2 separate regions of the Mus musculus genome follow, and region 1 is linked to region 2. A link is a contact called in public promoter capture Hi-C data. All regions are on one chromosome and are shown on one strand. Each heading gives the region's core, a stretch centred on a gene start, on an enhancer-like site or on the middle of the called end of the contact. The rest is flanking DNA. Distances are from core to core; before and after follow the strand shown.

Region 1 (3,691 bases), core at 800-3,299, 100 kb after region 2:
ACACTCACAGTTAGGGGAGGTTATAGGACTTTTAGGAGGTGGAGTCTTGCCGGAGGAAACACATTACTAGGGATAGGCCTTTCCTATCTCTGCTTCCTGTTTCTGTTACCATGGCATATATTTCCTGCCTGATGGACTCAATCCCTGTGGAACCATATGCTAAATCAAACCCTTTCTCCCTTGTTGCTTCTGGTCATGGTATTTTATCATGGTAACAGAAGAGTACGCAATACACCCTAGTGCTGCTGCTTTTCCTCCATATTACCAAGAAAGTAACTACTAGCTGTCACCGACCAGTGCAAAACTCAAGCCAAAGCCCTGGGATTTATGTGTCTCTCCCTTCCCCTTCACACAACCAACTCTCAAGTCCTCGAGAGTGGACCTCTTCCATATGTCTCAAATTCGTCACTTTCCCTCATCCATCTAAGGTAAGCCCTTCTGAAGGACTGTCCGCCACGGCCTTCACATTGGCCTGTTTAGTCCTGCATTGCTCTTTTCTTATCTGTCCTTCATGATGCCTGGGATCAAATAGACTTCAGGGCCATCAGAAGGGCTTGGGTTGAGTTTTTCATCTCCATTTTACACACATACGGAGACTCTGAATATTAAATAAATTGTCTGAGTCCAAGAGCTGTGTCTTTCTGTCCTTATCTTACCTGCAACTCTATGGACCAGATATAAGCTTGCTAAGGAAGCAGGCAGGGCAGTGAGTCTCTGCCCATAGCATTGCAGCCTCCCTTGCAGCTATTCTCTTTCCTGGGCCCTTGCCATGGAGCCGTTCCATTGCCTGGCCCCCTCTCCTCCTGAATCCTTTAGTCATGTATGTGATTTCAGCTGCCTGATTACTTAGTGTGATAGTTTGTATATTTTTGGACCAGGGAGTGGCACCATCTGGAGGTGTGGCCTGGTTGGAATAGGTGTGTCACTATGTGGGTTTAAGACTCTCATCCTAGTTGCCTGGAAGTCAGTCTTCCACTAGCAGCCTTTGGATGAAGACGTAAAACTCTCAGCTCTGCCTGCTCCATGCCTGCCTGGATGCTGTCATGCTCCCACCTTGATGATAATGGACTGAACCTCTGAACCTGTAAGCCAGCCCCAATTAAATGTTGTTTTTTTATAAGACTTGCCTTGGTCATGGTGTCTGTTCACAGCAGTAAAACCCTAACTAAGACACTTAGCTTCAAGATCAGTTCTGTCTAACTCCATGTACCCAACCTCAGGCCATGCCTAGACCCTTGACTATACCCTACAAATATCAACGGCAAGAACTAGAAACTTCTGGGGCTGGAGAGATGGCTCAGAGGTTAAGAGCACTGACTGCTCTTCTGAAGGTCCTGAGTTCAAATCCCAGCAACCACATGGTGACTCACAACCATCTGTAATGAGACCTGATGCCTCATTACAGGTGTCTGAAGACAACTACAGTGTACTTACATATAATAAATAAATAAGTCTTTAAAAAAAAAAAAAGAACTAGAAACTTCCTCGAAAGCACAAGCTAGACCTTGCATCTAAATGGAAGAAGCACTGGAGAAAACTGGATTTTAGATTTAAGAGCAAGGTGACCCTCTCCCCATGATCCAGCCTCCTCTCTGCCATCTCTTCCTAGACAATATGCTTCTCTCAATGAAAATGGCTCGAGGATGCCCAAGGCTATCAGCAAGGCTGCTGGCATAAAGTAGAAAACAGTGAAGACACAGACCTGTTACTTAAAAAAAAAAATGGAAGAGAGGCCCCATCATTTTGTGGGAGGAATTCAGTAGGGGAAAGAGAAAAAAGGGAGATGGATGTTCCTAAAACCCCACGCGGGAAAGCTGCGAATTTTAAGGCTCAGAATCTCACATCAGCCTCTCCCTGTACTGGCTCTGTGGTCTTCTAGGCAGCCCAGGCGGAGGACTTGGCTCTAGCTGTCTTTGCGCTGCTTGGAAATCTGCCTTGCTAGCTGCTGTGACCTCATAGGGATTGGGAGAGCTCCAGATCTGGGGGTGGGGGGAAGGTCCTGGTAAGGGAACTGTCAGAGGCCAAACAATGGCTTTCTCTGTGCAGGCTGCCTGTGCACCTGTGCCGGCAAAGGGCCCTCTATGCTTCTGTCTTGTCTGCACACAGTAATGTCCATACATAGGCGGGACTTATAAATACCCTCCAGAGCAGAAGTGAAACCATCCACCAGTTCTCCTTTTCTCTGCTTAGTTGGAGCTCTGCAGCCCAGTGCAGCTGCTACAGAGGCTGGCATCCTCCCGCACCTCCCGCACAGCGGATAGACCTGCTTGTAGTATCCCAGGGTAGGGAAGCATCTAACCAACACCCTCCTTAGAATGAGATGGGACACTGGGTGCTGGAGGGAGCGGAGGCATCCACTCACATTCACAGAGAGGAAACGCTGGTCTGGGGGTGGACATTTACCTGTACGTAGAACGTCCTGGAGGTGGTTATGATTTCAAACAGGTTGTCCCTCATTAAGAGATCACTAGGCAAGGAGAGAGAGAGATACCATTACACTAAGCATTGTGAGAACTTTTTTTTTCCACGTTATTTCCTACAGTTTTCACGGTCACCCACTAATGCAACTCAAGACTTTCTCCTTCCTGTGGATAAGGCAGCCCGAGGCTCAGCGGCTGTAAATGCTATGTCTGTCCGAGGTACTGGAGATCAGAACCCATTGAGTCCAAATGTTCCTTTTCTAAGGAAGCCAGCACCATATCTCCCCCCCCCCGCCCCCCCCCCCCCCCCCGTCTCCTCCCGTCCTCACCCCACCCCCACCCCGCCCCCAGCAGTGACTTTCCCTACTCCACCCTGTCCTGCCCCCCAGCAGCTGCTCCGCCCACAGCTCGGAGTTCCTGCTCTCTGCCCTGCTGCCCTGGCCCAGGGGACAAGGAGCTGAGAAGAGAATCAGAAACTGAGAATCAGAAGCTGAATTTAAGAAGTGCTTCCCAGGAAACCGGTCACATCCTTAGCCATCAGAGAAATGCAAATTCAAATTATTTTGAGATTTCATCTCACGCCAGTCAGAAACAGCAGAAAGATAACAAATGCTGGCTAGGGAAAGAGGAACCCTTACTCACTAAGGGGAGGAGTGTAAATTAGTGCCGCCACTATGGAAATCAGTCCGAAGGTTCCTCAAGAAACTAAAAATAAAACTATCATATGAGCCATCTATACTACTCCTGACATATGCCCAAAGGACTCTACATCCTACCAGGGTGATGCTTGCACACCCCAGGCAATTACTGGCACTACTCAAAATAGCAAGGAAAAGGATCAACCTTGAGGCCCATCAGCAGATAAGTGAGATGCAATAGAATTTGTTTAGTCGTAAAGAAAAATAAAGGTGTTGGCTTAGCGTTTAAGAGTACTTCCTGCTCTCCCAGAGGACCTGAGTTCAATTCCCAGCACCCATATCAGAAGGGTCACAACCTCCTGTAACTCCAGTTCCAGGGCCTCTGACACTCTCTTCTGACTCCACAGGTATCAGCACATATGTGGAACACACTTACACAGATAGTCTACATACACATAGATATTTAAAAAAAATAACTTTTAAAAGAAAAGAAAAAAGAGGACTGGCAAGATTGCTCAGCGGGTAAGAGCACTGATTGCTCTTCCAAAGGTCCTGAGTTCAAATCCCAGCCACCACATGGTGGCTCACAACCATCTGTCATGGGATCTGATGCCTTCTTCTAGTGCATCTGAA
Region 2 (3,561 bases), core at 873-3,372:
GACACCAGGTAGCCATTGAAGTCATGGAAACTGTGTTCACACACAACCTGAGCAAGCATGTGGATGGTGGCTGTCTTCACCACTATTAAAAAGGCCGTGTGGTGCATGATCCCAATTATACAACTGGAGAAAGCAGACCACAAATGGTAGTCATTTAGGGATGGTGGGGTGAGTGAGGGAGCACGGAGGATTCTCGGGTCAGTGAGACTACTCTGCATGGTACTGAAGGGATGGGCATCTCTGGGCAGAACACAGAACATACGGAACCCAAGTGCAATCGGGTCTATCCCTGGAACGGATGCATCTCTGCAACATCAGCTGTTGACCCTCATGGGAGGATAGAGAGCAGGCGCTATATACAAACACTGGTTACTGCTCAGTTTTGCTATGAATCTGAAACTACCTTGAAATGTGAACTCTGATGATTTTTCTTTCAAAAAAAAAAAAAAAGTTTGAGGAACTGGAGAAATGGCTTAGAGGTTAAGAGCATTGGCTGTTTGTTCTTCCAGAGGACCAGGGTTCAATTCCCAGTATCCACAGGGTGGCTCACTACTGCCTGTGACCCCAGTTCTAGAGAACCTTCTCTGATTCACCCTCTTTTGACCTCTAAGCACACCAGGCCCACAAGTGGTACACAGACTTGTAGGCAGGCAAAATACCCATATACGGAAAATAAAGTTTAAATTTTTAAAAAAATCTTTTAAAAGCTGTTGGCAATTTTTTGTATTTCCCACAGTTTTAAAAATTAAAGATAATAGATTAAAATATTAAAATATGCATACATAAAATAATCAAAATTCAATATTTATATCCAATTGAATTTCATGAAGTTTGCTGGTATATACATATCTATATCTATGTAGATATAGATATAGATATCGAGAGAGAGATTTAGTATATATTAAATAAAAAGGCAAGGGAGTTGGGGTGGACAGATTAGAGGGAGGAAATGGAAAAGAATTAGTGATATATTTTAATTAAAAATAAAGAATAGTAAAGCTTGCTGGTGTGTTTTTGTTTTGTTTTGTTTGTTGTTGTTTTGTTTTGTTTTTCGAGTCAGGGTTTCTCTGTATAGCCCTGGCTGTCCTGGAACTCACTTTGTAGACCAGGCAGACCTGGAACTCAGAAGTCCACCTGCCTCTGCCTCCCGAGTGCTGGGATTAAAGTCGTGCGCCACCACGCCCGGCGCTGGTGTGTTTCGGCGCTGGTATGTTTTTGAATTCTACGTTGCAACTATTCTTTTTCCGTTTGTCCAGTGTGAGTGTAGTAAGCAGAGAGCTCACAACTACTTGAAAAGGCTTCTAAAGTTCTCCTTCTTGCACTTCTACTCAAGCCTGCAGCACAAGACTGGAAGCAGTAGCTACACAACCTAGTTGTCCTTTATTGAAGCACAGGTTCAGGAGATCCACAAAATGCAAAGCGACGCCAACTTTCTACTCCCCCCCCCCCCCCAAGAACGGTTCTTAGTTTTGAAGCGTGTTAACACCTAAAGGATATGAGGCTGATATTTTAGATGTTGCTATACATTCTTTATTCTTTACTTCTAATAAACCAGGAAGAGAACACTCAGAGCCCCAACCATGCCTTCTTCACCTTTCAAAAGATGCATTCCACAGCTTCAACAAATTAGCAGACCTCAGAGCTAGAGGCAAGCGTTGGACTGGCACCTGCTGGACAGTTGGACTCACAACAGCTTGATCATTGCCTGTCAAGTAGCCGAGCCCTACTTGATTCCAAAACTTAAGCAAGATTCTGCCCCTTCCCAGCTTCCACGCACCGCTGCATTTTCTCTGAGCCTGGGGGTTTGTGGCTTAATGTCTTTTCTTTCCTATTTCTAGAAGAACTATTATTGCATGTACATCGTGTTAGTAAAGTTATCTTGTGGAAACTGGGTATTTGTTTTTTTAGTTTAAGTGGTTTCCAGAAGCTGTTGGGAAGTGTTCTTTTGGGGTCCATTTTTTGAGCTTTATGATGTGCACGACAGACCTACAAGAAAAGTGCCCCCAATCTCAGAGAACCCGCCTTGCGGAGCGCTCACCGGGTCCTGATGCCAGCAAGGCCCCCAGCTCGGCCAGCAGCAGCAGCAGCAGTGTGTGCAGCATGGCGCCCAGCATGGCGTCTCCTGGAGTACCTAGACAGTTGTAAAGCCGTTGCGCGGGGCTGTGGGGCACGTGCCAGGGGCCACCGTGGGCCACGTCCTTGGAGCGCCCTAACCCCCTACCCCGCCTCCATCCTCCCCCTCCACCACCTACCCCAGCTCTAACAGAGCCAGGCTGCTTCGCAATGAAACCCGCATGCGCAGTACTGGAGAGGCTGCGAGGGCGCTCAGGTCAAAAAAGTACACACATACGTTTATACTCTTTCTAAGGCTAAACTACGACTGCATTTTAAGATGCGTGGACAAATTTTTCAAGAAAGCCTAAACTGATTTTCTTCCTTGGGGTCTACATTTCCACAGGCACACTGCTCCCATGGACCGCCAGGCTTCCTTCCAACCTGGTTCTCCGTGGCACTTCAGTTAAAATTCATATACCTTCCTTTTTTAGGAGCTTACCAGAATGGTTAATTTATACAGCAATGGCAGATCCTTGACATAAGAACCTACATTTTAGCCTTTGTCCTAGCTGGAATGGCAGCGCCCTAGTCACATGCTTCTTAAGTCAAGAGTCCTGTCAGTAAACTACTTTCTCCTTAGTATTTCTGAGGGCTTGTGGCCTTCAACACCGCCATATTTCTCACTAGGGCTGGTTCACCAGTGTTAGTACACACCCAACTGCTAAAGTACTTGAGTATCCTGAAAAAAAAAAAAAAATGAACAGTCTATCTTTTAATGTGTTTTCCTTAAGTGCAGTCACATTTGCCAAAAGCCCTAACACTGAAATTAAGAAGAACCCAAATAGTTATGTATTTATAAAGAGGACGACAAAACAAGAATTTCAAGTATTTTATTTGTTGTAAATGTTTTTATTTTAATATGTATATATACACAAACAATATTATTTTAAAAAACTAATGAAATTCAGTTAATATACCTATTATTAAACTTCTTTATGAAAGATTATGAAAAAATTTAAATGTTTAAAATTTTAGTGTCAATATCATTCCTTTCAAAGTACAAATTCATTTTAATACAGCTGAGAGAGTAATCCCAGAGACCAGTATAATTCTGTAGTTATCTAAGGAAACCACTGCTTCCTTCCTTTCTCCAGCCTAATGTTTACGAAAATATTAGTCAAAAGAGACAGGACCCAGCACACCTTAGTAAATGTAAACATTCTAGAGGACTTCACATCAAGCTTTGAAATTCAGAGTTTAGAGTTAAAGTGCTCATGAATTCTCAAGTGGTTTGGTAACACCTCAACTGTTGGAAGTATTCTCCCTGCTCCTGTTCGATCGACACCTATCTGCTTGGGTATACTAAACACCTCGTACCATAGAGTGTGCACTTCAAACAAAACAACACTGCTGCAATGCTTTACCATGATGCATAAAGAAAATTGAGAGTTGAATCAGTTCCTGTCATAGTCATTACAGTTGAAAAGATATTTGAAAATGGAAGCC

The links. Promoter capture Hi-C pulls out the DNA fragments that hold promoters and counts their contacts.
Region 1: a contact with region 2 is called in a promoter capture Hi-C map of liver, with 2.4 times the contacts expected there. The contact joins the enhancer-like site here to the promoter of Adam32 in region 2. A contact is called at or near these places in 6 of 39 promoter capture datasets (the 3T3-L1 cell line, 3T3-L1-derived adipocytes, embryonic stem cells and 3 more) and 1 of 484 Hi-C or Micro-C datasets (nephron progenitors).

The regions. Positions count from the first base shown.
Region 1 is chr8:25,049,957-25,053,647 of GRCm38.p6, forward strand. It overlaps Plekha2 (pleckstrin homology domain-containing, family A (phosphoinositide binding specific) member 2), which reads right to left. Exons shown (of 12, transcript NM_031257.3): 10 at 2,404-2,467. Among named protein-coding and RNA genes, the nearest start is that of Htra4, 13 kb to the left of the region's middle. Within about 2 kb of position 2,050, at least 164 of the 459 cell types and tissues checked have an H3K27ac peak or open chromatin away from gene starts, as enhancers often do. A contact at or near this core is called in liver and macrophages, where this site is marked.
Region 2 is chr8:24,946,682-24,950,242 of GRCm38.p6, forward strand. It overlaps Adam32 (a disintegrin and metallopeptidase domain 32), which reads right to left and starts at 2,123. Exons shown (of 22, transcript NM_153397.2): 1 at 2,039-2,123. The coding sequence starts at 2,114. Adam9 (a disintegrin and metallopeptidase domain 9 (meltrin gamma)) reads right to left here. Exons shown (of 22, transcript NM_001270996.1): 22 at 2,930-3,561.